7 separate regions of the Mus musculus genome follow, and all the other regions are linked to region 4. A link is a contact called in public HiCAR-type and promoter capture Hi-C data. All regions are on one chromosome and are shown on one strand. Each heading gives the region's core, a stretch centred on a gene start, on an enhancer-like site or on the middle of the called end of the contact. The rest is flanking DNA. Distances are from core to core; before and after follow the strand shown. Region 1 holds the start of Trim34a (tripartite motif-containing 34A). Region 2 holds the start of Ovch2 (ovochymase 2). Region 3 holds the start of Cyb5r2 (cytochrome b5 reductase 2). Region 4 holds the start of Mrpl17 (mitochondrial ribosomal protein L17). Region 5 overlaps Ppfibp2 (PTPRF interacting protein, binding protein 2 (liprin beta 2)). Region 6 holds the start of Olfml1 (olfactomedin-like 1). Region 7 holds the start of Ppfibp2 (PTPRF interacting protein, binding protein 2 (liprin beta 2)).

Region 1 (3,181 bases), core at 273-2,772, 1.6 Mb before region 4:
CAAAGTTTGGATTGTTTCAGGAATTGAGCTGGTTTTAGTAAAGTCGTGGTTGTAGGTTTTCCTTTAAGATTTATGACTTTGAGAGAGAAAGCTAGGCTGATTTCATGACAGACTTAAAATTGGTAGTTAAGGAGACTAGGCCTAAGAACTGAGCCAGTCCAGGCAAGTCAATTACCAATAGAAAAAATCCTAGGCTCCAGCCTTCAAGCCCAGTTAATGGAATGTCCCAACCACCTGGCCTGAAGCAAGGCCAATGGGTAGGCAGCAGTTTCCAGACTTCCTCAGTTACTACCTTGGTAACAGTTCCCAGACCTCCCCAGCAAGTTTCCTGCCCTCACACCCAGGTAATAGAATGTCCATAGAGATGGACCCAATAGATTAACATAGAGGTCCCTACCTCAGAATTCCCTAATGAGCCTTAAATCAGACCAGCAAGCTCTCTTGGGTGTCTCTATCTTGGTAATGGGAGACCCCAGCTTGCTGGACTTCTGCAGAAATCTATCTTTACATTTGCATACCAGTTGAGTTGGGTGTCATTCTTCTTTGAATTATGGACCCTTACAACTTCACTGGCACCATTCCCTGCTGCAGGCATGGTTTCCCTTTCTTGTTTATTGGGTAGACTTGATAATTCTTGAGGGGGGTGGGTAAGAAGAGAGAAAGAGAGAGAGACAGAGAGACAGAGAGAGAGAGACAGAGAGAGACAGAGAGAGAGAGAGACAGAGAGAGAGACAGAGATAGAGAGAGACAGAGACAGAGAGACAGAGAGAGAGAGAGAGGAGCACTACCAGCAGGGAACATGTGGAGAGGGGACAGGGGGAAGGAGAAAGGGCTCAGAGAGAACAAGGAGGGGCCAAACAGTCCCTTTTATAGCAAGCCAGACCTACCTGACTGTTGCTAGGTAACTGTTGAGTGGAGCCTAAAAGGAATGTAAATGTGCTAACCTGGAAGGGATTGGGGATGGAGACACTTGAGAAGGTCAAAGTGGACAAAGGTCAGTGCAAAGCTGCAGATTCTATTTTCATAACCAAAGGGTTATTGTTATTCACAAATTAAGCAAAAGACCGTGCTTTTTTTTTTTTTTTTAATGTGTTCCCATGTATTCCTGGGTTGTTGTTCCCCTAACTGAACACCTTTAAACATTAAGGAACTCAGAGACCACCCTCAGATGGTGACTAGATAAAAATACCGCTGCTGTCTGGCCTGAAAAAGATTGTAAGAAACTGTATAGCTTGCTGGGCCATTTGTTTTATTTTCGGCTCACACGTTAATAAAAGTTTCTCGTGTTTCTTTTGAGTTCGTGGCTGCCTTCTTGCTGAGTGAAATCTTCCCTTAACATGGTCTTTAACCACCTGATGTAAGTGACAGCCCTTAGCTATGGCCACCAAAAAGCTCTTCCTGGCTGCTGAAAACTTCTCCTCTAGCCTTGGATCACCAGAGTCCCTGCATTGCCATCTATTGGTGGCCTAGAGTTTTGCCAATACTTAGGACTCAAAAGTTTCCTCCTCTTTCCTGTATCCGCTGGTTTGGAGTTTCAGTTTCTTTTCTCTGCAGTCAAAAAGGGAGGGGCTGCTGGTTGGTTTGGCTGGCTGAAACCAGTCCCTGGCTTTTCCTCACCGCTTCTGTCTGGAGGAAAGATCTCCCCTTCCAGGTCGGAGGTGAGGGTCCAAAGGTGTGTGCGAAAGTTTGTCCAGGGTGGAGGGAGGGAGACCCTAAAAGGAGAGACTTCAGTGACGCTTAGGAGAGGCTTATTTGCTCACAGATCACAAACCGCAGTGATCTGAAGTTGAGAAAAAGAGTTCGTGAGGAATCGAATTGAAATTGAGCAGGAAGGTCTTTTTTTTTTTTTTTTTCTGGAGAAGCCCCTTCTTTTGCTGGGGCAAGCACTTCCTGTTTCCTTCTGCTCTGCTGCTGTGATACACCTTGTAAACAGGTCTGGAATCTCAGGAGCCCTCCCCACCCCCCGCGTCCCCTCCTCTTCTCTCCCTTCTCCTTGTTTCCTCTCCCCTCTGCCTACTAAGATACTGTAGAGTTTCAGGGGTTCAGTCTAAGAGGAGCCTCTATTCCCCTCCTTGCAGCCAAAGGGGCTATCAGTGACCTTAACATCCTGAGCCCTTGATTTACTTGAAAACCCGCCCCCGTGTCACTTTCTAACTATATGTACCTCTGAAGAGCCACTCTTAGGATTCCATGTTTACTTAAACAGAGATTTTTTTTTTAAATACGTATTTATTATTTATTTTTGAGGCCCGTTTCACCGCCTTACTGAGGTTGGTCCTGGAGTTCTGGGGTCAAATATCACCCTACCTCAGCCTCTTAAAGTAGCTGGGACTGCAAGCTTGTGCCTTCCCAACCCCCTCACCCCTCCACCTGCTTGTTTCTGTCTCAGTAGCCATAAGAGATCCTGGTGTCCTCACCTGGCTTAGGCCTTATTGATCATTCTTGCTTGCATCTTTGCACTAAAAGTTATATCAGTTCTTTTTTTTTTTTTTTTTGCTTAGATAGTAAACAAGAGTTAGGTATTGCTCTGGACAGAGCCTAGGTGTTCTTGGTAAGATATTGATCCTGAATATTTTCCATGTTAGGCTAATATATGGGCATTTTGCATCTTCATAGATGGTTTAAACACCTGCCCGCCATTGTCCAGTACTTTCACTTTTCAGAATTCACCACATCTCCTTTTTCTGAATCTGCACTGCAATGCTAGAGAGTTTAGTCATGGCCAAACACAGAAGATAATTAAGGTGTCTCTCTCTCTCTCTTTTAATTAAAAATGTCAATGGGAAAAAGCGTGTTTTGGCATAAAAAAGCATACTAAGCACCCATTCAATATTTATCTAATATGAAATAAATCGACATGCTTATACTCCAGCTAGGAATGACAATAAGAAGAACTAAGTAGCTTATAAACTATGCAGCTTTTGTTTTCAGACTAAGCAAACAGTTCAATATAATCTCTTTTACCTTATTTTGTTTTGGGTTTTGGTTTTTGGAAACAGGGTTTCTCTGTGTAGCCCTCGATGTCCTGAAACTAGCTTTGTAGACACAACTGGCCTTGAACTTAGAGATTTGCCTGCTTCTGCCTCCCAACTGCTGGGGATAAAGGTATATGGCACCACCTCCTGGCTTTTCAGTAGGATCATAAGGAAGTTGAAGCTTTAACACAGGTGGGCTTTCCTTA
Region 2 (2,827 bases), core at 50-2,549, 2.0 Mb after region 4:
CCTATGAAGTTTCCAAGAGTGCATATAAAACTCTCCATCATTATCACTGAGCTTCTTCACCTAGATGGCTCTTTGAATGCTTACTACCACTTCATCTGAAAAGTCTTCCTTGATTTCTTCAAACTGGGACCTGGATCTCTCCCACAATATAGCACTCTTTCTCTCCACTCCCTGTTCCCCTTTAACAGTTCTTTCCAAGCTATGTTATGAGAGTAAATTGTCTCCTTCCCTCATTGGACTACAGAATTCTTCAGTGAGATACTTAGGAATGTGGGTCCTATGCATACACACTTCTAAGGTCTAGCACAGTTCCTGGCTTACAAGTTACACCTGAAAGCATGGCTGATTGAGCACATGACTTTTCTTGGGACTATATCCTTAAGAGGAGAGCTACTTAGATCGTCTTTAAAGCATATAAAGCTCTCCCATATAATTTATTTCTTAATCCCCACACATTGCCTGAAAAAAGGACTTTCATCTTCATGTAGAAGACGTGAAAACTAAAAATCAATGAGACCTGTATCTAATAACAGCAAAACATGAAACGACCAATTGTGGTTTCATTCTGAGCCCATTGCATGTATGATCAAAAGCTGTTCCAGCTGCTTCAGATGGATGAGTCATAAATCTGCTAGACATAAAATTTAGTATTACCTGAAGTCACTGAAGCAGAGACAGAAAACATGTTGATTCTCTGGGCTGGCACAAGTCCGACTACAGACAAGCTTGCCAACAACTGTTTTAAGCTCATTATAATCAATGCAAAAATATTTATACTATATGTCAGTGAGCATGCATCATATGGTTATTAGGATAATTTCCCTGAAGATTCTAAATACTTCCAAACCTGTTCTGATCTCCCAGAATTTGCTCCATGGAAGAATACCAGGTTGTGTAATGCTTCCAAATAAGTGGCCAATCCTAGGTCAGTTGGTAAAACTAGGAGAAAATACTTAGGGTCCCTACAACTGTTTATATTTATTTCATATTATTTCAATTCCATATGCTTATCACAGGAGAAAATTCCAGAGAAATATTTTTGAGAACCAATTACATTTCTGAAGTAATTTGCTTCTCTTGTATTCCCAAGGGAACAAGAGGTGGAGACGTTACTCTGATTTGCTGCAAGAGTGATCCCACCAGACAAAAAACAAAACAAACCAACCAACCAAACAAAACCGAAAGTAGTTATACACTTAATTTGAAACTTACTTCTTATGGAGGAAAGGGTTTCAGAATGACCTTGTTCCAAGCAGACCATTCCTAATATTAAAATCAGCTTGTCCTTGCTGATAGGCATGTTGAGATTCAACGCTTCCTCCTGAAACGTAGAGAGGCTGAAGGAAACAAAGGCAGCAAGCTTTGGAAGAATAGCAATAATCCAACTTAAAACAAGCTTATTTATTAACTGAGACTGGAGGCATAAGATGTCTTTGCATGTGGTTTCTTGAAAATGTTTTTTGTTAGATGTGGGGAATCAACTACAAAACTGAAGTCTTGACTGAGCAGCATAACATTCTATTCCACCTACATCAATAAGTTGCTTCCTCCAGTGTTCCTGGCTTAGCAAAGTGGTTTGTGTTTGAGGTTTTGTTGTGATTGTTACTTGCTCCTTTTTCTGTAAGAGGATTAAATATTTGTGTGTAATACTTCTAGCAAGATGCAAACAACTGTGTACTTATCCCTGATAGGTAATTGAGAACAGATTAAAGTAAGGATACCACCAATATCCAACTTGGTGAACCAATGTATTTTATTGGCATTACTTACAGGACTATGGATGAGGGGTTAGTCACAGGAGCTGAAATGACTCAAAGACAGTGCATTAACAAAAGCCTACTCCAGCATGGGTGACAAATTATAAAAGATTGAGACCTAGAGCACAATATAGTCTGTAGACAGTTGAACAAATTGAAGTGTCCTTTGTAGGCAGTTTTGTTGGTTTGAGTCTTTTCTAGACAGCTCAGTGGATCCAAGATTGTATTTCAGCAGTCTTTACTGCTTACATATGCTAGAGAGAGACCTAATGAATCTTACTAGTTTCACTGACTTCATAATATCTTTGTTTACTTCTTGAGCCTTAACTAGGCTCCCTTTACAATATCCTAAGTCTTAAGGAGGTTCTTTCCATGATAAAATGTTTTATTTCCTAAGGATTTGCTACACAACAAATATCAACATTGTCCCTTTGCAAGGGTAGATATTCTTAGCTGTTTGCAAACAGCCCACCAGAATGTACTAAAACACTTTACTCCCGTTCTTTTCCAAGTGTAACCGCATTAGCATGTATTAGTGAGGAAGAGGAGAAAAAAACCCTAATGCAGTAGCACATTCCATAATACATACTGCTACAGACTCTTAGGATTTTAGGATGCTGTTCATTGGCGTGTTTGTGAAGTTTCATTTCCCCCCATGAAAAAAGTATTCTAGAAGGCTAACAATCTTCACTTCTGTACCTTGTAGATGTCTAGACACAAAAAGTGGCTATAATTACTTCCACATTTTCCTCTTTCCTGGCTGAATTTCTTGGCACGTTGTGCTGGCTAGATTTATATCAGCTTGACACATGGGACTCTCAATTGAAAAAAAAATGCCTTAGAAGCTTTGCTTAGAGGCTAGTCTGTGGTGCATTTTCTAAGGTTACCATTGTTGTGGGAGGGTCCAGCTCACTGTGGGCAGTGTACACCTGGGCAGCTTGTCCAGGACAGTATAAGAAAGGCTGAATAAGCCATGAGGAGCAAGAGAGCTCCACTTCTCCATGGCTGCTGCACTAATTCCTGTCTCCAGGTTTCTGCTTGAGTTCCTGATCTGTTTTACCTGGATGAAG
Region 3 (2,794 bases), core at 208-2,707, 1.9 Mb after region 4:
TAGGCAGAAAAGCCTGGGAAATACTATAGATGGAAGAAGGTCAGAGATGGTGAGGGACTGGCCTTAAATTGCATGGACAGGAGCCATTAAGGAGATCTTAAACTTCCTGACTCTAAGCTTACGTCTTATCAGTGCTCCTCAAGCTATTACTATTGTGACAGTCCAAGTGGGACAATGGGGACACTGTCCTCAAGTCCAGCTGCCTATTCCCTCCATTCATGTGGTCCAGGGTTATATCAGTGTACCCTCCATATCCCACAAGAATGGGAATCCATTGCTAATAGGAGCCAAGTACTCAAACACTCAGACTTGGACATGTCACCAAGCACTGCTCACCGACAGGAAGCCCCAGGACATGGTCTGGTGAGGGCAGCCCAAAGCGGAACCTTCTGGTGTTGTGACTGATTTGCTGGTTAGAAAAAGAAGAAGAAGAAAGAGGTAGGCAGGTTCTGTTGACTCTCTAGGAGTTTTGCTTTGTGGTCCAGATCTTTAGAAAGGTGCTCCATTTGGTCCTGAGGTGACTGATCACCTCATATCCCCAGCTAGCATTCTCCCCCACCCCCACCCTCCCCTTTCACCTAACCAGAGGGAGGTTTAGGTGACCCACTACCTCCTTCTCAATCAAGGGCAGCGGGTACTTGGCTTCAGGGTCCTGTAAGGTGATAAGATCTTTCTTCTTGACACTCATTTTCTTCAGGGCTATGAGAATCGCAGTGGCCCCGGTGACAGGTTTGGTCCTGGCAGATACAGTGTGAAGACAGACCTCAGATTTCACCCATGCTGGGCTAGGCAGCTCTAAGCCTGGCTGATCTTATGTCTTACAGGACTAGCAGAGAGAAAGGTATTAATACAGAAGGCTCTCTCTGGGACCAGCGTGCAGAGGTTAGCTGCAGGTCCAAGAAGACCCCTGGACCAGGCTTGACACCTATCCCAGAGTGCTAGTGTCTCCAGGCCCTCATTGGTCATCTGCCTCCATCCTGGGGGGAATGACTGTGGGATCCTTACCAGCTAACAGCAAGGCTGGGGACAGAGCTCACCTCTCTAGAGACTTGCCACACTCACTTCGGATTCCGCTGGAGCAGTGGAGCAGTGAGTGGCTTGGGGACTCACTAGCACCTTCCTATGAGTAACTGAGGCAAACATATACCTGTAAGAGGCGTGGCCAACCTCCCTATAATAGCCCTCAACTCCACCCAGCTCCTCCCTCACTAGGCCAGTTTGTTCTCATCCCAACCTGTTGCAGAAAAGTCTGCAGCTTAGCCCTGAGGCCCACTGTCCCAACCAGCTGGGAAACCGCCCGTGAATCCTGCCTCGGCCACCGCCTGCGGCTGTTCGCCTAGCCCCGGGTTCCTTCCTGCCCCGCGCTTTCCCGGCAGAACTCACCTGGAGCGAGATGCCTGACTTATCCTCGAGATGAACAGTGCCTTTGATGGTGGGGATGATGAAACATCCGGCAGTGGCCGCTGAGGAGCTGACTCCTGCCCCATAGCGACGGATTCGAGCTTCTGTGTCACATGACTCTGGCACAGGACTAGCCTGGCGCTTCTGCAGCTGGCCGGGTGGGAATGGGGCTTATCTCCAAGATCCCTATGCAGGGATCCCTCTGCTTCTTGACTTTCCTGCGCATGTCAGCAGCCTTGAGGAAAATTCAGCCTCCCCAGCTTGTTAAGAGCCTGGCAAGATGAAGGAAGGGGTTGCTGTAAACTTGTTTACAATGCAAACTGAAGAAGAGTTGCAGCCTAGAGGAAGACTGCATATCTTATTTAACATGCTTCCTGAGCTGCTACCCTAGCCTCCCAGGACCAAGTGTTTGCAGGATTGGGGTGACTGCAGCCAGTCTTTAGTGGGAGACCGGACCGGACTCTCAGAGGCAGGATGAGAAGTTCAGATTATGAAGATTCTTCACAATGCATTTCAGAACCTTGGTTTCCTCTTCCACGCTTGCAAGTGGCAAAAGGAAAACTCATTTCATAGTGAGTTAAAGGTCAACTTTGGCAACTTAGTAAGACTAGCTTAAAGTTGAAAAGCAAACACACAAGCCGGGCGTGGTGGCGCACGCCTTTAATCCCAGCACTTGGGAGGCAGGGGCAGGCGAATTTCTGAGTTCAAGGCCAGCCTGGTCTACAAAGTGAGTTCCAGGACAGCCAGGGCTACACAGAGAAACCCTGTCTCGAAAAACCAAAAAAAACACAAACACCAGCCCAACAACAACAACAGCAGCAAAGGACTGAGATACAGGACATGGTTACCTTAGCTTGTGCGAGTCCCTGAGTTTTTAGTCTCTGGTATAGAGAGGGGGAAAGCCCAGATTGTAAAATGGTATTTCATGAAGGTATTTGCATCAAATCATTAGCTCCAACGAGAGACATGTACCCCCAACAGCAGGACTAGGAAGCCTCAGGTCCCCAGAACTGAAGTTAGAGGCAGTTGTCAGCTACCCAGTCTGGATGCTGGAAGCCAAATTCTACTTCTCTATAAGAGTGAGTTCTCTTAACTGCTGAGTCATTTTTCCAAGTCTTAAAATAATCTTTGCTATATAAATAGTTTCCCATTATTATAGATGAAATCAATTCACACAGTAATGAGATGAATATACTCCTTACTTTTACAAGAAGAACTAAATCTTGGCTGAATATTTGATTCCACACAAGGTAGTTGAGGAATCTTCAATGTTTTTCAGAGTTCATAGATTTTTTTAAATATATATATAATTGTTGATGCTGAAACTCAACATTTTGTACATACATAGGAAAAAAGACAGAAGTATGTTTAGGGCTTGTCAGAAGTTGCTTGA
Region 4 (3,100 bases), core at 71-2,570:
TACAATGCTACTTCCAGGCCTCACACACTACACGAGCTCCAAGACCCACGAACACGGGCACCACACCTATGCACCACTCTCCAGCTCCAGTTAAGTCTTTGGTGTTTGAACTGTACAGGAGCTGTGGAGGCTTGCGTCCTGGTTATGGTGCAGGTCCTGCTGCAGTCCCAGGAGCAGCTGGTTTAGGAGAGTAAGGTTGCTGTCTCTGTGAGGCAGAGGCAGGGGAGGGAGGTAGTTCCCTTTATATTCTATCACCGCCATCTTGGCCCGATCTTGCTCCTTCCGATTCGGGATCTGTAGCATTCTTGTGTAGTTCCCATTCTGACCTTGGAACCGAGGCGCTAGCACTTTAAACAGCTTTGGGATCAAGTCCTTCTCCTAGATGGGGAGAGTTAATCAGAAAAAATAGTCACAACTGTAGAGGCATTTAACTATAGATTATTCCCAGAGGTAGGGTTCAAAACCATCTTCACAGGCTTTCCCACCACCCATTCAGGTACCAAGTTACACAGAAACACTTACAGGAAGTTATGCGGATGCTCATTTTACCCAAGTCAAATAAGAGAAATACGTGTCTAAGGTAGTTCGCAAGTCTGGTACATAAAAGAATGCCCTGCCTTCAATCTGCCAGGTACCCGGTTCTCTAAGGATTCCTTCCTCACTAGCAGGTAGGGAGCACTCACTGTGAGCCAGAAGTCAGCCATACGCATGGCTCGTTCGTTGGTGTCGCCCAGCTTTCCATAATCGATGAGCTGTGAGGACAAAACACATGGATGCAAGACGAGTCAAGAACCGAGGCGCCCACCTTACTCTTCTGTCTTACCTTCATCCAACCATCCCACCAGCTAAGCTAATTCTGGGCGCTCCTTCCTTCGGAGCCCCAACCAGCCTTCCATTTGCTGCGCAGGAGTGACGCGTTCAGCTGAGTGCCACACGGGAATTCGCTACCGTGGAAAGTTCTCCCAGCGTGGCCCTACTCCCCACACACGGCCAGAGCGGCGGTCTGAGGCTGGACCCGGCGGTGAATAGCTTGGCTCTCACCTTCTCCGCGTAGCCCCTCATCTCGTCCGCGCGTGCCCATGTCGCCTCGATGCGTTCGTGGCGAACTAGGCCCGTGAGCAAGTTCCGCAGCAGATGGATGCGGGACTCCGGACCCAGGCCCAGGCGGCGGTAGACGCGGCCGTGGGAGATAGCGGCAGCCAGCGACAACCTCATGCTCTCACCTCAGCCCCTCCTCTCGGGGGCCCGGAAAGGGAAACTCCGAGCTGTGTGTGCGCGCGCGGGGAGAGGGGGAGCAGAGGGGCGGAGGCACGTCTCAGAGGACGCATGCGCAGTAACTCGGCGCGTGGCTACCGCGTTTGCGCGTGCGCATCAGAGCCTGCCTAGCTGGCAGTCTGAGGGAGGGCGGCCCGACGTGTTGACGTTTCTGGAGCGACGAGCTGGGCGGGCCTCAAGGTCTGCGGTGCTCTGTGGCGAACTGGGATCTCGGCGCCCCCTGCCGGGTTTCTCTTGCACTGCGTCGGCTGGCTGGGGCGTTCTTGGAGGAGGCGCCTTCCGGGCGGAGCATGCCGGGAAAGTGAGTACCTGAGGAGAACTGCGTCAGAGGGGTGGGCCTGTGGTGGAATGTGGCGCTCTTGCCTGAGGAGTTGCAGTCCTGGCTGGTTTTGTGACGATGCCAGTTTAAACCCAGTCTTTATTAGTGATAGTGAGATAAATTATGTCCAGGAAAGCTGCAGGTATTATGTTCTTTTATTGACATAAATAAAAACCTAAGTTAGCACTAAAAGCTAAAGTAATGGACAAATACCTGACATTTAAAAAAAAAAAATTATTCTTTTCTCATACAATATACCCAGACTGCAGCCTCCTCTCCCATCACTCCTCCCAGCCCCCACTCTCCTTTCTCCCCTTTCTCCCCCTAGAAAAGAGCAGACCTCCTAGGGACATCAACCAAAGCACAATAAAACCAGGCACAAGGGGGTGGGGCAAAAAACAAACAAACAACAACAACAACCAACAAAAAAACAAAAACCAGGCACAAACCCTAACATCAAGTGTGGACAAGGAAACTCACTAGGAGGAAAAGAGTCCCAAGAGCAGGCAAAAAAGTCAGAGACATCCCATCTCCCACTATTAGGAGTCCTCCCAAAAAACCAAGCCAACAAACTATAACACATTTGCAGACAACCTAGGGCAGAACCTTGAGGGCTCCATGATTGCCCCTTCTTTGAGCTTCCATAAGCCCTGCTCAGTTGATTCTACAGGCTGTCCTCACCTGTGTTCGACCCCTCTGGCTCCCACAATTATTCTTCCTTGTCTTCTGCTGGGTTTCCCGAGCTCCAAGGGGCGGGACCTTATGTAGGCCTCCAACCCAGGTTCTTTCTCCTCTTAATGTTTGTCAGTGGGCCTCTACATCTCCCATCAGCTGCAAGAGGCAGCCTCTCTGATGACGACTGAGTTAGGCACCAATCTATGAATCTAGCAGAATATCACTAGGAACCATCTCATTGAATTTTTTTTATTTATTTTCGGCACTACAGTTTGGTTCTTCCCTAGGTCTCTGGGTGGATGAATACTTTTTCTTAAAAAAAAAGTTCTGTGTGTTTGTGTGTGTGTGTGTTCCCTTCCATTGCTCAGCATCCTTATGGCTCTTTGAAAACAGTTTTCTGGGAGGAATTGGGTGAAAATATAGTCTAGCTCTAGTATTTAACAAAATGATGATCATATTAGGGCTTATTTAAAATGAATTCATCACAGTTGGAGTTACTAGGACAGAACAAATAACACATTTCAAATGGAAAAGGAGTAATTTTTAAAATAGTTTCATTTTAGAAAAATAAGTTTATGATCATATACAATATGAAGAAGTTGAGGTGGCTCAGCGCTAAAGAGGGACCCAGAGTTTGATGGAATCAACCTAACCCTTCAGATGGTGTTTCACTCTGGAAATAGTGATGAGCAGTTTCCAACTTGGCTTACATTCTTCTTGGTGTTCTGTCCCCTCCCTGCTTCATTTCCTTGTATTCTTAGCGAGGTGAACTGCCTGTTGCTGAAATTATAAAGTCCTTCAAGGTCAGAGAGGAACTGATTCATGCATTTG
Region 5 (2,884 bases), core at 367-2,866, 1.9 Mb after region 4:
CTTTATGGCAGTTCTTCGGATAGGAAGCAGTTGTTATCTGAACCGAAGTAAAGTTTGGTTCAAGACAACAGTGTTGGCAGGTCACATTGGCAGTGCATGTTGTAATCCCCAGGGTCTGGAAGGTAGAAGCAGGTTTGAAAGCTTGAGGCCGATTTGTACTGTGTAGTGAGTTTACAGGTCAGCCTAGTCTTTGAGATTCTGCCTCAGGGAAAAAAACCAAAAAACAAACAAACAAAACAAACAAACAAACAAACAACAGGGCTGGAGAGATGGCTCAGTGGTTAAGAGCACTGACTGTTCTTATGAAGGTTCTGAGTTCAAATCCCAACAACCACATGGTGGCTCACAACCATCTGTAATGACATCTGACGCCCTCTACTGGTGTGTCTGAAGACAGATATAGTGTACTTACATATAAATAATAAATAAATCTTAAAAAAAAAAAGAAGAAGAACAAACCAACAAAGATAACATTGCTGAGTGTTGCCCCTTTCTTGAGGGAGTTTTCAACCAGAGATCCCAGAGTTAGAGGATGCGAGCTTAAATTCCTGCCCTGCTTACCACCTGTACAAATGTGTATGCAGAAGTGATTTACACATCCCTTCCTCAGTCAGGCAGCGTCACTGACTTCCCATCCACAATGCCATAGTGAACACTCATCTGTAGATCTTCCCACCCCGGAGCTCCCCAGTCTCATCTCCAGTGCATGTGACAGCTAATCTCTGTTCCACCTCAGTGGGCAGTCTCACTTTCTGCCTCTACTGGATTCCTCTCTGCATGCCTTCCTGTTTCTCTAGTTTAACCTCCTCGTCAGAACAGGACGCTCATGCTGGCATCTGCGGTTGGCACTCAGCGTTTGTTCTCTGATTCTTACGGCCTGTGAAGCCTCGGAGGCTTGCCACTTCCTCCTCTGGCTCCCCACCTTCCTCACAGAGAAATAGATGCTTCTCTCGCTTCCTGCTCCTCTCTCCACTACCAGGGAAGCTGCCTCCACGTCAGCATCTCTGCACCTTCCACTCCCAAGCTTGACCTGTCTACTTGTGACACCTGTATATGAGCTGGGCACATCTCATGGAGGTTCAGATGTCAGAGGAAGGGGATGCCAGGATATACGAATAAGAGGATAATATTGAGTTTTAGCCTGGGAGGTAGCTTGCTTGGTAAAGTGATGAGCATGAGGACCTGAGTTCTATCTCCATAACAAATGTTTAAAACAAACAAACAAACAAAACTACCACCATCACTACCATCAACAATAAAATAACTCCCCTCGCCCCCTAACCCCACAGTCCCACATGTAGTCCTAGCAGTGTGGGGTGGAGGCACGCAGATGCCTGGGGCTTGCTGGCCAACCAGCAAGAGACCTACCTGTTCTAGAGGAAAAAACAAATTAAAAAACTAAATAATATACCTAAGGTTGTCCTCTGGCCTACATGTGCACATGCAAATGCACACATATGTACATTGCAGTTTCTTCTCTCTCATGTCTGAAACTCCCTGGCCTTCATTTTTAAACGGGCACAACACAGCCTTTCCTGGATCCCAGACCAGTTTAAAGCACAAAGCTGCAGACACGGAGCCTGCTGGCTCCAGACAGCTGTCGACAGTTGCTGCTGGCCCAGCCCCCTCTGCATGAGCCTTATCCAGTTTGGAGCCTTCTTGCTTGCTCCTTATCTGTCACAGCTCTGACATTCTCTCTCTTCTCTTCAGGAGTTACTGCAAGAGCTTAAGCACCTCAAAATCAAGGTGGAGGAGCTGGAGAACGAGCGGAACCAGTATGAGTGGGAGCTGAAGGCCACCAAGGTAACCGGCAGTAGGAGGCACCCGAGGAGGGTGAGGGGTGGGGCCCCTGCTGGGAGGGGCTTCGCTCTCAGGCTTCCCTACAACAGAAGTGTGGAAGTGCAAACCAGCCCCACACAGTGGCACCTAGGCTGTAGTGCAGTTCTGCTGTAAAAAGGTTCCTCATGAGGAGCCTGGGAAACTGAAGTGAGAGCCGCTGAGGTTCCCCGGCCCTACCTCCTTCCCCAGCAGCATCCTTCTGTCCCTGACTTAGCCAAGGAGGTTCTTGGGAGAGTGGGCGAGTGGGCTGGCAGGTGAGTGACAGCAGAACTCGGGAGTGTGACTGTTGGGATTGCTGGAGACACCTGTGTAAACTCAGCAGTTCCTGTCATTATTGGTTTTCTAGAAATAATAATAATCATGCATTTCTCAAACGATAAAGCTTGCTTTATTTATTCAACCAAATCATTTTTACTGTATTGGGGAGCTTGTTGTATAAAGGACACCGAAAAGAAATTCTTTAGTGGGATATTGTTTTCTTCTTTCTTGTAAGTTTCTCCTCATTGAACTGCAGGGGTTAAAAGTAGTGTTAAGTTGGGTAGGTATCTTGGGGCACTTGTCATCCCAACATACCCACAGCATATTGAATCAGGAGGGTCACTTGCAGTTGGAGGCTATCTTAGACTACATAGTGGGTTCCAGGCCAGCCTGAGCTAAATAGCATGCTTCTGTCCCAGAAAACAACAGTACACCAAAACAAACAAACAAAAATAGAAAAAAAAAGATTTAAATATTTTTGTCTGTGTGTTATGTCTTAAAAATGTTAAATTAGTTGTCAGGTGAACAATAGGAAACATAGCACTAAAACTAGTTAAGCTATTTTTAGAGTGTGTGAGGGTGGGATGGATGGAGCACCGATGTTTGGGTAGCATGTGCTCTGGCTACCTGTGGAGGTCAGGGACTTAGGAAGTGGGTCCCCTTGAGTTGTCAAGTTGGGGAGGCAGGAGCTTTTGTCTGTTGAGCCATCTTGTCAGCTCAGGAGTCTGTTGTTTGAAAAATATATAATAAATTCCAAAATGAATAAAAGATCACTGAATCTCCCAAT
Region 6 (2,742 bases), core at 239-2,738, 1.8 Mb after region 4:
TGGTACTTGAGCCTTGGGGCAAGGCTGTGACATACATGTCCCACTTGTAGCTTAGTTTGCTACAGTCATTGATTTCTTGGTAGTTTGCTCACTTGTGAGCTTCTGTGTTAACCACCATCTCTTGGGAGAGAGATTTCTCTGATACTAAGGACTGCACTAATATGTGGGAAGAAAGACACAGATGTCCGAGGCAGTTTGGTTTTGGTTTTGTTTTGTTTTTAAATAAGGATGTAAGAGAAGTTAGCTAAAGTTCAGGCAGTTTTGGAAGGAGTTCAAAGATGGTTCTCTGAAACAAGAGCAATTGTTCTTAACAATAAGGAGATGGTGCTTGGAACATTACCAAGGATATAGGGAAGAACCAGTTAGCGACCAAAATCATATCAAAGAAGAGGAGAGAGGAACATCTATTAAGAACTAGGATATTCAAGAGCTACCAATAAGAAATGTTCAGATTTTAGATTTCAGCTACTTGTGTATGGATCAAATGCAAACTCAGGTCTTCTACCTCCCGACCAGGGCTCTTTCCATATTCCATAAATGCTCCAATTTCCCCTATTTTAAAAAGTGATTCATTAACAATGCAAAATAAAACAGAACAGAAGATGGAGGTGGGGTCCTGGGCCTGCCTATGGAAAAAGAGGTAAAGGTGGGGAGGCACTAGCACAGGAAACATAAACATGGAAGGTTTTATGGCTTTGCTCCAGCAACGGGATTTCTCTTTAGCTGGCCTGAGGGTCTGGTTTCCAGGCTGCTGCTAATGGGAATTCTGACACTGATGATGGGAAACTCGAGGACTTTCTCACAGTGGGATTACATTTCCTGATGACTCAGTGTCCCAAAAACCACTGTGTCAATCATTCATTCTCATCCTAAAAATTTTCTTCTGGGCCAGGAGAGATGGCTCAGTGGTTAGAAGCACCTGCTGCTCTTGCAGAGGACTGGAGTTCAGTTCCCAGGAATCATATCAGAGAGATTGTAACTCTGGACCCAGGAATCTCTGAGGCCACGTTCTGGCCACTGTGGGCCCCATATTTTCATGCATACATGTGTACATGAATTAAAAAATAAATCTAAAGAAAAAGGAAAAAAATTTTTTTCTTCTAAGTTCAATCCTGACAATTCTCAGCTGTTGGTCTGGGTAGCCAGGCCTGTGCCCACTGTACCCCTCTGCCCACAGAGCAATGCTGCCCTGTACACTTTTCTGAGATGGCATAGATCAGCATTCACATTTCCTTGCTATGCCTTTAAGAGCTACGAGAATGCAAGAAACAGAGGTGGGGTCTCCTAACAGAACTTCTTGGAAAAAGATCCTAGGAATTTCTGCCAGAAACTGAACTGAAATTCCAACACTGAGACCTTGGGGGGTGGCCTGTGTTGAGCTAGGCCTGCGATTGGACTGCACAGTCTATTAAGGAGGAGGGAACCAAAAGTAAAAGAGTTGGGGGAGGGGAGAGGAGAAAAGACCTCCCCTCCCCTTCCCCAACCCGTACACTCTGAACCTGGAAGCTGTAAGTAGCCATTAGCCTGGAGAGGGTCTGTGCATGGCCAAGCTGAGGGCAGCAGACACTGGACCCCCGGAGCTCTCTGCAACCAAGTGAACACGTAAGGCCTGCAGAGACTGGCTTGCCAACAGCTGGACTTGATCACCAGCTTGAAACTGAGATCATGCACCGGGTAGAATAACAAGCGGACTTTGTTCTCTCTGGCTATGCAAAGCGTTGTTTTCCAAGGAATTGCCACAGCAGCAGACAGAAAACCAGAGATCACCACCCGGACCCCTGAGTCGTTTTAGAGAACCAGAGTTCCTGGGAAGTGTGCAGGATGGTGGTGGCCCTTCAAGAAGCTTCTGCTTCCCTGGTTCTCTTCCTTGCAGCATTTCTGCCCCCACCACAACATGCCCAGGACCCAGCCATGGTACACTACATCTACCAGCGCTTCCAAGTCCTCGAGGTAGGTGACCTGTCTTCCCTTCACAGGGAGTATGCCTCTTGGAAGTCACTCTGCTGTGCCCCCACTTTGCTGTCAACTAGGGTGCATGTCTTCCTGATACAGAATGAATCACTGCTAAGATGACATTTACAGATGTGCATAGCCTAGCAGCTCAGATGCCACCTCCATTGCAGGCCGCTTGTACTTTCCCCTGGCAGTTTTTCTAACCTATAAAATGGACATAGTGATAGAATTTAGGTTCAAATGATACTCTGCAGATTTAATAAAGAGATTTCAAATTAGGGATGTTTTATTTGGGTCATTAATCCATACTCAGAACATAGCCTAACTCACTGAGTAAATTCTCAGGTTGTTGAACATTCAAAACCAAATAGTTCAGTCTTCAATGTATGAATTAGAACTCTAGTCATGTTTTCTTCATCTTTTACTATATAGGGATGCTAAGTGATTCCAGCTTTTCTCTTTTCCTTTTTATGATAAACTGTTAAGTGAATATAAGACAATGTGGTGTTACATATGGAGGCTCACCATAGATTTTTGCTTTTTATTCCTAACTGGACTTGGGTTTGGAAATGAGATTTCCCAGCAATGTTAAACAGAGTGAGAGCATTTGAGGTAGAACTTTGTTAGAACAGTCAAAAACCCAGGGTCGGGAACATGACTCAATTGGTAAGAACTAGCCTAGCGTGCAGGAGCCTGGGGTTCAAGGCTCATCACTGCAGAAACCAGGTATGTTTTATGATATCAGCTGTAACAGCAGTACTCAGGGAGTGGAGGCAGGAGGATCAGGGG
Region 7 (2,905 bases), core at 209-2,708, 1.8 Mb after region 4:
CCAAGAGATCAGACCCTCTGGAGATGGGAGGAGAGCGTCTGTACTTTTTTTTTTGTTTTTTGGTTGTTTTTTTTTTTTTTTTTTTTTTTTTTTTTTTCGAGACAGGGTTTTTCTGTGTAGCACTGGCTGTCCTGGAACTCACACTGTAGACCAGGCTGGCCTTGAACTCAAAAATCCACCTGCCTCTGCCTCCCGAGTGCTGGGATCAAAGGCGTGCACCACCACGCCCGGCGTCTGTACTTTTAAAGCTCCTTCCCAAACTGCACAGAAGCTTGAGAAAGCCAAGTTCATAAAACATTTTACAAAATAATTGTATAGTTCTGAGAAAATGCTGCAGTTTCTGGGGGCCTGGGGGAAGAAACTGCCCCCGTGGCCCCAAGCTACCAGTGGGATTTGGAACTGCCCACACTTGAACTTATATGAACTGCGCAGGCTCTGTTTCCAAAAGCCTCTCACCCGCTATTTTAAGGAAGTGAAAGAACCGAAGGGTGTCCTGCTGTGACACAAGTCTGGGGCCCCAATCTTCCTCTACTGGCTTTGCCTTTGCTCTGCTGCTGGCCATGTCCCCGCAGTGCTCACACACCTGTTTGCCACAGTATTTATGATCTTCTGTTCATGTGTGCAAGCCTCTGGTCATACCAGTAATTTTAGACTAATTTTGAAAAAAAAAAAAAAAAAAAAAAGACGAGTCGTGTCTGTCAACACTCCAGGTGTAAGCAACTGGAGTCCAGCTTAGTAGAGACTCCTGCCAGAGTCCCTGTATCCCTGCCATCTGAGGCCCTGGAGATTCTAAGCAGATAAAATGAGCAACCGGCCCTTGGAGGCCCGGGTAGGGCAAGCAGCTGTGGTAAAACCCAGGGCCTTATGCACGCTCGAGGTAGGTGCTGGGATTCGGTCTCCAGGTTTTTTTTGTTTGTTTGTTTTGCATACTTGTACCTGACCTTGCAGGGCACAGGAAGTGTTCTGTCTTCAGCTATTCACAAGACAGAACACCAGAGCTTTAACCACTAGAGGGACCTTCAGGAAAGGCGGGGGGAGCGGCGGCGGAGGTTGAGTTAGACAGATCTAAGAGTGACATGGAACCCAAATTGGGGTTGGTCTGGGCTGATTGGGAATGATACAGGTCTTAGACTACCCTTAATCTCAATGGGGTTACACAAGGCCCGCTGTGTGTGTGTGTGTGTGTGTGTGTGTGTGTGTACGCTTGCGCTTCGGTGCTCCTTTCTGCAATTCTCCGCACGCTTTCCTCGTCCTGCTGACAGATTACAAAAACTCTGGAGACCTGAGCACAGTGGGACACAAGGAAAATGCCTAGGGTCCTTTCTGCGGCCGGAAGAGTGCAAGAGTCCTAGGTGCAAGCAGTGGGCTGGACCCAGAGAGGGGCGTGGTCTCCCGGGAGGGGCGGGGTTTGAGCCAGCACGGGAGCTCTGCCTGGGGGCGGGGCTGACCAGGCAAGTCCCTGTGGAACTGGAACTGTGGCTCTTGGGTCCTCGCGGGCCACTGCGGTGCGGGAGAAGGAGGAGGGGTGGCAGAGGGGCGGTTCCTAGGGGGAAGGTCCCAGCAGCCAGAGAGCCACACTCCGGGACCAGCCTCTCTGGGATCCCCGCCTCCGTCACGTGGGTGCCGAACCGGGTCGGTGCTGGCGGGTCTGCCACTTGGTTGGCAGTTGGTCCTTGGGCCAGTGGCCTGTCACTGGGTTCTCCGCTCTTATGTTGGAAAGTGTGAGGGACACAGGAGCGACCTGCATACCTGAGCCTCCGAGAGAGAAGCTGCACTCTGGCATCCAGGTCAGTGGGTCTCCCTGCCTCGGCTCACCGCTATCCCGGGAACTGAGTACCCCCAGATCCAAGAACTACATGGGTAGTTGGGCGTCTGTGGTCTTTTAGACCTTCGAACGTTTTCAAGACTTGGGGACCCACTTATTTGTCTGGGAGACTGAGAAAAGGGAGCAACTCCCCTGGATTTGCTTGAGTTTTCTACCCGACCTCGCTCTGGATGTGCCACCTGCCCCGCGCTTCTACAGGTGGCAGAGTGGTCCCCAGGATACCGGGGTGTTCCGATATCTCAGAGTTCCGGGCGATTTTGACCCAAGCCTTGAGTCCCGTGAGGGCAGCAGTGGCATCAACTGGAGATACCTAGGTGGGTTTGTTCCATAGACCTTTGGTCCAGAGCGCTTTGGCCAGGAGCAGTTCTGTGCACTAATTGCTAAATGCAACACACTTCCCAAAGGCTCAAGGCAGGATTAGGGTGTGGGGATGCTTCTGTTTTTAAAAGTGGGTCCTCTTCCCTCCTTCCATCCTGACGCCAGACCCATACTTTTCCCTCCGATCAAAATAAGGTTATTATATGTTTAAAAACTAGAACTTCCAAGGTTCCGGTAGGATTCAAATAGGCATTCAGCTCTTTCTTAGAGCACTGAGATATTTGATATAGATCAGTCTTCCTCTTCATATTTTGGTTTTATTTCTGCCTGTGTTCATTTCTCTTGGTCCTTAATTGATTATATTGTAGACTGTAGTGTTTATTAGATTACCGAGTATTTTGTTAAGGTAAATGCTCAACTACAGGAAGGAAGTCAATTACAGACCTAATTAATCTTCAGTCTTAGATTACTATTGGTATACTAAACATGTTATCTGATTAGAAATTATTTCTTTCTTCACCAGCCCGTTTGTATGCATATTTACGTGACTTTGAAGTGGAATATTGTTAAGTCTTTTGTTGTTATTTTCATTTGGGATTTTATTTAAGGCTGATGGTGATGGGAACTGGTGATCTCATTTAGACCCTTGTGAATGCTTAGCTAGGCAAGTGCTCTACCACTGAGCAACAACACTCAGCCCTCACATAATATATTAGTGGTATCACTCTGAGGTTTGATGATGTGCCGATTTTAGTTTATTGC

Evidence for each region. Promoter capture Hi-C pulls out the DNA fragments that hold promoters and counts their contacts. HiCAR-type assays count read pairs that join an accessible place to other places.
Region 1: a promoter capture Hi-C map of the C10 cell line shows a contact between it and region 4, with 6 times the contacts expected there. The contact joins the promoter of Trim34a here to the promoter of Mrpl17 in region 4. A contact is called at or near these places in 4 of 39 promoter capture datasets (the C10 cell line, cranial neural crest, embryonic stem cells and 1 more).
Region 2: a HiCAR-type map of astrocytes shows a contact between it and region 4, with 4 times the contacts expected there. The contact joins the promoter of Ovch2 here to the promoter of Mrpl17 in region 4. A contact is called at or near these places in 6 of 39 promoter capture datasets (the 3T3-L1 cell line, cranial neural crest, embryonic stem cells and 3 more) and 1 of 115 datasets of contacts at active chromatin or transcription factors (astrocytes).
Region 3: a promoter capture Hi-C map of liver shows a contact between it and region 4, with 2.8 times the contacts expected there. The contact joins the promoter of Cyb5r2 here to the promoter of Mrpl17 in region 4. A contact is called at or near these places in 7 of 39 promoter capture datasets (cranial neural crest, embryonic stem cells, frontonasal cranial neural crest and 3 more).
Region 5: a contact with region 4 is called in a promoter capture Hi-C map of pre-B cells, with 6 times the contacts expected there. The contact joins the enhancer-like site here to the promoter of Mrpl17 in region 4. A contact is called at or near these places in 4 of 39 promoter capture datasets (cranial neural crest, frontonasal cranial neural crest, maxillary cranial neural crest and 1 more), 1 of 115 datasets of contacts at active chromatin or transcription factors (astrocytes) and 1 of 9 other capture datasets (liver).
Region 6: a promoter capture Hi-C map of liver shows a contact between it and region 4, with 4 times the contacts expected there. The contact joins the promoter of Olfml1 here to the promoter of Mrpl17 in region 4. A contact is called at or near these places in 9 of 39 promoter capture datasets (cranial neural crest, embryonic stem cells, frontonasal cranial neural crest and 6 more) and 1 of 9 other capture datasets (adipose tissue).
Region 7: a promoter capture Hi-C map of pre-B cells shows a contact between it and region 4, with 6 times the contacts expected there. The contact joins the promoter of Ppfibp2 here to the promoter of Mrpl17 in region 4. A contact is called at or near these places in 8 of 39 promoter capture datasets (cranial neural crest, embryonic stem cells, hippocampal neurons and 3 more).

The regions. Positions count from the first base shown.
Region 1 is chr7:104,242,935-104,246,115 of GRCm38.p6, forward strand. It overlaps Trim34a (tripartite motif-containing 34A), which reads left to right and starts at 1,523. Exons shown (of 8, transcript NM_030684.3): 1 at 1,523-1,658.
Region 2 is chr7:107,799,880-107,802,706 of GRCm38.p6, forward strand. It overlaps Ovch2 (ovochymase 2), which reads right to left and starts at 1,300. Exons shown (of 16, transcript NM_172908.3): 1 at 1,213-1,300. The coding sequence starts at 1,300.
Region 3 is chr7:107,756,575-107,759,368 of GRCm38.p6, forward strand. Cyb5r2 (cytochrome b5 reductase 2) reads right to left here and starts at 1,458. Exons shown (of 9, transcript NM_177216.4): 1 at 1,384-1,458; 2 at 611-737; 3 at 337-409. The coding sequence starts at 688.
Region 4 is chr7:105,809,767-105,812,866 of GRCm38.p6, forward strand. It overlaps Mrpl17 (mitochondrial ribosomal protein L17), which reads right to left and starts at 1,321. Exons shown (of 3, transcript NM_025301.2): 1 at 1,042-1,321; 2 at 684-752; 3 at 1-378. The coding sequence starts at 1,215. The coding sequence ends at 91.
Region 5 is chr7:107,707,070-107,709,953 of GRCm38.p6, forward strand. It overlaps Ppfibp2 (PTPRF interacting protein, binding protein 2 (liprin beta 2)), which reads left to right. Exons shown (of 25, transcript NM_008905.2): 7 at 1,711-1,803. Among named protein-coding and RNA genes, the nearest start is that of Cyb5r2, 50 kb to the right of the region's middle. Within about 2 kb of position 1,617, at least 168 of the 459 cell types and tissues checked have an H3K27ac peak or open chromatin away from gene starts, as enhancers often do.
Region 6 is chr7:107,565,945-107,568,686 of GRCm38.p6, forward strand. Olfml1 (olfactomedin-like 1) reads left to right here and starts at 1,489. Exons shown (of 3, transcript NM_172907.3): 1 at 1,489-1,950. The coding sequence starts at 1,822.
Region 7 is chr7:107,593,593-107,596,497 of GRCm38.p6, forward strand. Ppfibp2 (PTPRF interacting protein, binding protein 2 (liprin beta 2)) reads left to right here and starts at 1,459. Exons shown (of 25, transcript NM_008905.2): 1 at 1,459-1,787.